Regions from separate parts of the Bos taurus genome. Here region 2 is linked to region 1. Evidence: chromatin contacts called from public Hi-C data. All regions are on one chromosome and are shown on one strand. Each heading gives the region's core, a stretch centred on a gene start, on an enhancer-like site or on the middle of the called end of the contact. The rest is flanking DNA. Distances are from core to core; before and after follow the strand shown. Region 1 has its middle 44 kb from the start of TARBP1. Region 2 has its middle 100 kb from the start of IRF2BP2.

Evidence for each region. A called contact is a pair of places that touch in the nucleus more often than the background predicts.
Region 2: a Hi-C map of skeletal muscle shows a contact between it and region 1, with 5 times the contacts expected there. The contact joins two enhancer-like sites. A contact is called at or near these places in 2 of 11 Hi-C or Micro-C datasets (liver and skeletal muscle).

Annotation. Positions count from the first base shown.
Region 1 is chr28:7,312,089-7,314,968 of ARS-UCD2.0, forward strand. No RefSeq gene overlaps it. Among named protein-coding and RNA genes, the nearest start is that of TARBP1, 44 kb to the left of the region's middle. Within about 2 kb of position 1,358, at least 51 of the 102 cell types and tissues checked have an H3K27ac peak or open chromatin away from gene starts, as enhancers often do. A contact at or near this core is called in liver and skeletal muscle, where this site is marked.
Region 2 is chr28:7,505,504-7,508,383 of ARS-UCD2.0, forward strand. No RefSeq gene overlaps it. Among named protein-coding and RNA genes, the nearest start is that of IRF2BP2, 100 kb to the left of the region's middle. Within about 2 kb of position 1,403, at least 93 of the 102 cell types and tissues checked have an H3K27ac peak or open chromatin away from gene starts, as enhancers often do. A contact at or near this core is called in liver and skeletal muscle, where this site is marked.

The DNA.
Region 1 (2,880 bases), core at 108-2,607:
TACCCAGTGAAGCAAGGAGGAGAGAGATGTGGGTGCAGATGACCCCCGCCCCGACCCCACCCGGAGTTGAATTTCATCCTTACTGCTCACATCCACACTGCCCATAGCCTCAATGGTCCTTGGGCTTCACATTCCACTGGACAGGGCACTGCACTTGGCAAAGAGGACCATGGTCTAACCCCTGGACTGACCCCGGAGGAGAGCAGGCAGTCATGCTGAGAAAGACACAGACCTGGGCAGTGAGACCAGTTCTTAGCCCTGACACCAACTTGGCTGTACCAGCAGAGTCATTCAACTTCTCTGGATTTCGTATTTCTCATTCTCAAAATGAATGAGGAGCTTGGGTTTCACTCAGTCTCTAAAAATTCCTTTCAGTGCTAAGACCCAGTGATTCTAAATGTCTCCCCTCCTGGGCAGCCCCATTTCCATTCTTTTCCTGTGAACCAGGGGACCTTCTTCAGTGGGGATGATGGCCGAGTTCCCAGGAGGCTGTGCACCAAGGGCACAGGGATTATAGAACAGAAGGGGGATTGTTCCATCCACTGGCAGGAGGAAGTGGCATCCTCCACAGCCCTGCTCAGAGGCAGATTTCAGAGCCACAAAACTCTCAGGGCTCTCAGTGCATTTCCAGAGGACCAGACCTACGACCTCCCCGGGAGCTGGTGATGAAAGGCGCCCCTCCACGGTGGAGACTGATGCTCACACAAGCGGAAGTGGCTTTTCCCCCAAATCCTCCAACATCGTCACTCATGATTAAGTGAACTTAATAACAATGCCCCTCCCCACCAACCAAATGACTTCTCTCCAAATTTACGATGTTCCAACTATTGACCGTGATTAACTGCTATAGCCACTGCATAACAATCTGGAGGGTTATTGTGCAGGGGAAGCTCCTTGAACTTCAAGGAGCTCTGCTCACTTTTCAGAAAGAGAGAAGGCAGGGGTGTTAGCTGGAGGCTCTCTTATCCACTTGGCTATTTGTTGTTGTTGTTCAGTCGCTCAGTTGTGTCTGACTCTTCGCAAACCCATGGACTGCAACATGCCAGGCTTCCCTGTCCTTCATTAGCTCCTGGAGCTTGCTCAAACTCATGTTCATTGAGTCGGTAATGACATCCAACTATCTCACCCTCTGTTGCCCCCTTTTCCTCTTGCCTTCAATCTTTTCCAGCACCAGGGTCTTGGCTATGGTATTCTTCAAAGTAAAATATTCCAGGATGAAAGTGGAGATCAAGTTACCAGATCAGCAAATAATGACGTGGGGAAAATGAGGAAATAGGTATCACGTGGGCAGTGGTTGACACATCTTTCTTATCTGTGGCTCTCAGCATGCAGGGGCTGCTCAAGGTCACTGCCCACAAGGTCTGGCTGACTTTCTTAAAGCAAGATCAGAGAGCAAATCACAAATGGAGGCAAATTTCAGCTGGGTCTTTCAACCAGCCATTTTGCTCTATGAAAGGTCACAAGGTCACAGGGTAATTGGAGGGTTTGGATAAGCTGGTGAGGGAATAAAGGCTTTTCCCAGGGATGATAAAAGCAGAGAAACAGCTCTCTGCCCTAAACTGGCTGCCCTGTTTCTTCAAAAATAGGTTCTCTAACGTGGAGAAGCAGAAATCGAAACCTTCCTAAATCCCCCTCGAATGTTTGGAACGGAACAAAAACACCTATTTCATGAAAAAAAAATTACATTTTGAAAGATTCCAGCAACAGGAGGCACCAGCTGCTGGGTCATCTAAGTGTTTTTGGAAAAGGAAAAGAACCATTCGGCATGAAAGATTCAGGAATGTCTGTTGACATATTAAGGAAACAACCTCAGGGGACAGCTGACAAGGCTCCAAGAAGCATTACCAAGGGATCAGTGACGCAAACGCGTTCCGTTTTTACAGGCGGGCCGGCTGCCAGGCTCCCTCGCCGGGCGGCTGATGTAATGCTAATCCCTCTCTGGGTTAGCGTTGCTTGGATATCAACTCAAGCGGCTCAGTCAGCTGCAATCAATAGCAAGCTCCTTTTATAGAAGATAGTAAAGGAAAAAATATGTATACAGAGAGTGAGACAGAACCCCAGATTCTGGTGTGCTGAAAACCTATACATTGTGTCAAAAACGAGGGAGGCAAAGGAAGGAAAGACCAACACAAAGCTAAGCAGCACCTAAAAATGCATTCAGGTGTCTTTCCATAGAATAAGGCCAGTTGTCGACAAAAGATACTATTATTTCATACTATTAGTTTTTTTAAAGCATAACTAAGGAATATGCCTAATTCCCAGCTGAGCTAAATGAAGATGGAAGAAAACAGAAGACATTAGGTGGGAATGTGAAAATAATGATTTTTTTCATTATCGAATAAATGGGCTGATTCCTTTTAAAACCTCTGCGTAAAATACTGCTTTTGAAAAATTCTATCTTCAAGACCACTGCTTTTCAATTATTTTAGAATAAATAATAAGATGAATTATGCAAATTTTAATCAGCCTTGGATTGAATGCTTATGTCAAGTGTCCTCTATAATGGGCTAAGGGGCCACTTTTGCATTTTCTCTTTCTCAGGCACGGCAATTTTAACTGTCCAAGAGTGATAAAGAAGAACCCATTTTAAAAGCTCAGTTCAATTATGCACATTCTTCTTTATTTTCTAGGTCATACTTAGATGGAAGGAACTGATGTGAAATCTTACACAGAAGACCAACAGCAAAAGCTTCCCTCATTCCAAGACTTTCAGAGTCTAAATAATAATAAAAATGGGGGTGGGGTGAAAGGGAAGGATGAGCACCAATGGAGATAGAGTTGTTTTTTAATAATAATGAGATGAATATAATGATGATGATACAGCACTTTAGACTCAGGAATCAAGTCCACTCGGATGGCAGTGACGTGATAGCAATGACA
Region 2 (2,880 bases), core at 153-2,652, 190 kb after region 1:
GCCTTGAAACAAACAAAGAAGCAAACCCCAAGACATCCTAGTTGGATCTGAACTTGAATTCACCTAGTAGAAGGTGAATTGCTATTTTAGGTAGTCCTTGAGACACCACCAACAATCCAGAAATGAATTTGCACTGAGATTCCTCCTTAAAGATTTCATTAAAAGTGAAAATTAAAAAAAAAAAAGATGGTGAACATCCAACGAAGCCTGCAGATGTGCCGAAGGAGGACAGAGGAGTCCAGCCCCAGCTCCTCATACCAATAGATCTGATTCTGCCTATTTAATCATCAGGAGAGGGGGAACCCTCTCCTCTGCAAAAGCCAGCCTGTCCTCAAGCATTCCTGCCCCACCCACAGGTGGGGGAGCCTCCCTGCAGACCCAGGATGCCGGTCGAGTGTCCGGTGGTAGGAAGTTGTCTGCACCCTGCCCCTGTGTGGCCATAATGAGCCCATTTCAATTGAAATGAGATCAATACTACTCATTTTTTTCTTGCTGGCTCCCGAGTGATTCATGAATCTGAAAACTAGTTCATGAATCAGAGTGGGGGGGGGGGGCAGGGCGGGGGCGGGGGAACACTTGTGCAGTCAGCGAACCTCGATTCCTTTCATGAACCCAGACAGTTGCATAACGCTTGCCTGCCTGCTGGTTGAAACCAGCCTTTTCGGAAGCAGCTTTTGGCTTCTACTTGTTCACCTCTTCTCTTTCTTGAAAGGGAAAGAATGACCCTCGGTGCTGCTTGTGTGTGTGTCTGTTTGTCTCGGGGGGTATCTCCATACCCTTTGTCTGTGTAGCCCAGTGGGTGTGTGTGCCTGTGGGTGTGCGCATGCAATAGTCTTTGTGTGCACATCGTGTGTTTGTGCGTGTGTGTGTGTGTGAACCAGTAACGTATGACTAGCCGCGGGCCCTTTAAACCTGAATGGCAGCCAAGTTCATTTCTCAGCGGTGCTTGGTAAGGAAGCACGAGATGGGGCAGTTGGAAACCACAGCCCTGCAAGTGCTGATTACAGCCTGCGAAGGAAAATGAGATTTTTATCTCACAGGAATTCAGTTATAAAAATAAAATACAACGTCTGGCTTGATTCAGCGAAATGGACAAGCGCCGGGGCGTGTGTGCATTTCACAGAGATGCCGGACAAGAAGCATGACCTCAAACAGTGCGCTTCGAGCAAGTCAGAGGAGGTTGGGGGGGCGGCTACAGGAAGGAAGTGGGAGTGGAGGTGTGTGTGTGTGTGAGAGATGGAGGGAGAGAGGGGGGTGGGAGGAGAGAGAGAGAAAAACCACCCTGCTGGCAAATGAGTGCAGCGAGGATGATGTCATTGGAAACAGTTGGAGGAGAGGGAAGAAAAACAACTCAGAGCTGGGCTAATCCTGTTTGCTGCCCTGAAGGGAATGGAAGGCAGCCAAGGCAGGGAGTTCTGGGAAACCATATAAGGGTGCCAAGCAGGCTTTGCCGCCAACATTAGGAACTGACAGCTTTGTTCTTTGTAACTTGGCTGCCCGCCAGAGGCCTCATTTCAGCTCTGCAGCATGATTACCCTGGACGGCCGCCAGCCCTGCGCTGAGAGCTCCTTTTCTTCTCCCCGAGCTTTTTTTTTTTTTTTTCCCTCTTTCCCTTTGCCAAACATGCAGCAGTTACCATGGCAGTCGAAAGTAAAGTTTAAAAAAAACACAACAAAGTAGGGAGGCACGCCTTCACCCAGATGTGCCAAGAAGCAGAGAGAAAAGGCAGTTAACCTAGTCGTCGGGCCTCTGACTGCAGGAGAGAACACGGAGGCTGACTGTCAAGCCCCGGGGAGGTGACTCCAGGATAAACAGAGGACCTGGCCTGGCTGTTGACAGAGAGGGGCTGGCTCCCAGGCCCTGTTTGCCTTCTCTTTCTCTCTCTCTTTTCCTGAGGCATTGTGGAGTGCGTCATGTGAAACGGAAAATGTCATGATTTCCACTGGGAATGTGTCCACGGTTCTGAGAAAGCTCCAGAAACCCCGGTCCACCAGGCACTAAAGGGAGCAGGAAGGCGGGGAGAGGGTGTGGACCGTCGCAGTGGTCCCCAGTCACTGAGGCAAACCCAGTGAGGGTAGGTGGCCAGCGGCCACGGCTGAGGGGCTCTGCTGGTGGCTGTGCTGGGCGCCGGAGTGTTGCAGGGGAGGGCACTGGGGGATTTGGTGCAGTTGAGACCCCAGCCCCCAGAGTCCCAGAGGGAACCCAAAAGCCACGGCCGGTCCTTTGTGCCACTTGGAGGAGACCCACGGTTTTGCTTTACAAGGGGACTCTGTGATGAGTCCGGTGTCGCTATTTTTAACCAGGTTCAGTTCCCACCTGCTTGGAAAGTGGAACATCTCCTGGGAGGTGACACATCGTGACCATCGGCAAGTCTCCAGGCAGAGAGCTGCCAGGTTACATACAAGTGGGACTTGGTTGCCAGCCACCACCCCCCGCCCTGCCCAGAGCAAAATCTGACATCCCCACCCCCGATGCTGGGAAGGGCCTCTTCTGGTTCTAGAAGTTTCTGCCACAAGGACCAACTTGGCCGTTTCCTGGCTCCTTTATTTGGAAGAAGGCAAGGCCACAGCAGGGGCTGCTCTCACATGCCTGCGGAGGCCTCACTGTGAAACAGCTGACCATTTCCTTCCGACGCCCACCCCACCCCATCCCCAGGCCCTCTGAAAGGGGCATTCACTTTCAGGAGCACACGTGACCACCTCCTCGGTCCAGGGATGAAAGCAAAGGTGTCTGGGAGGACACAGCCCAAGGTTGGGTGGGGAGAAGCTCCAGGAGGGTCCCACTGTCCCTATTCCTTGCCTCCTGCTTTTACCAAGGCCAGGCTGTCTTTCTCCGGCAGCCACATAAGGCTCCCTGGGAGGTTGGGAGCTTTGTCTTTTG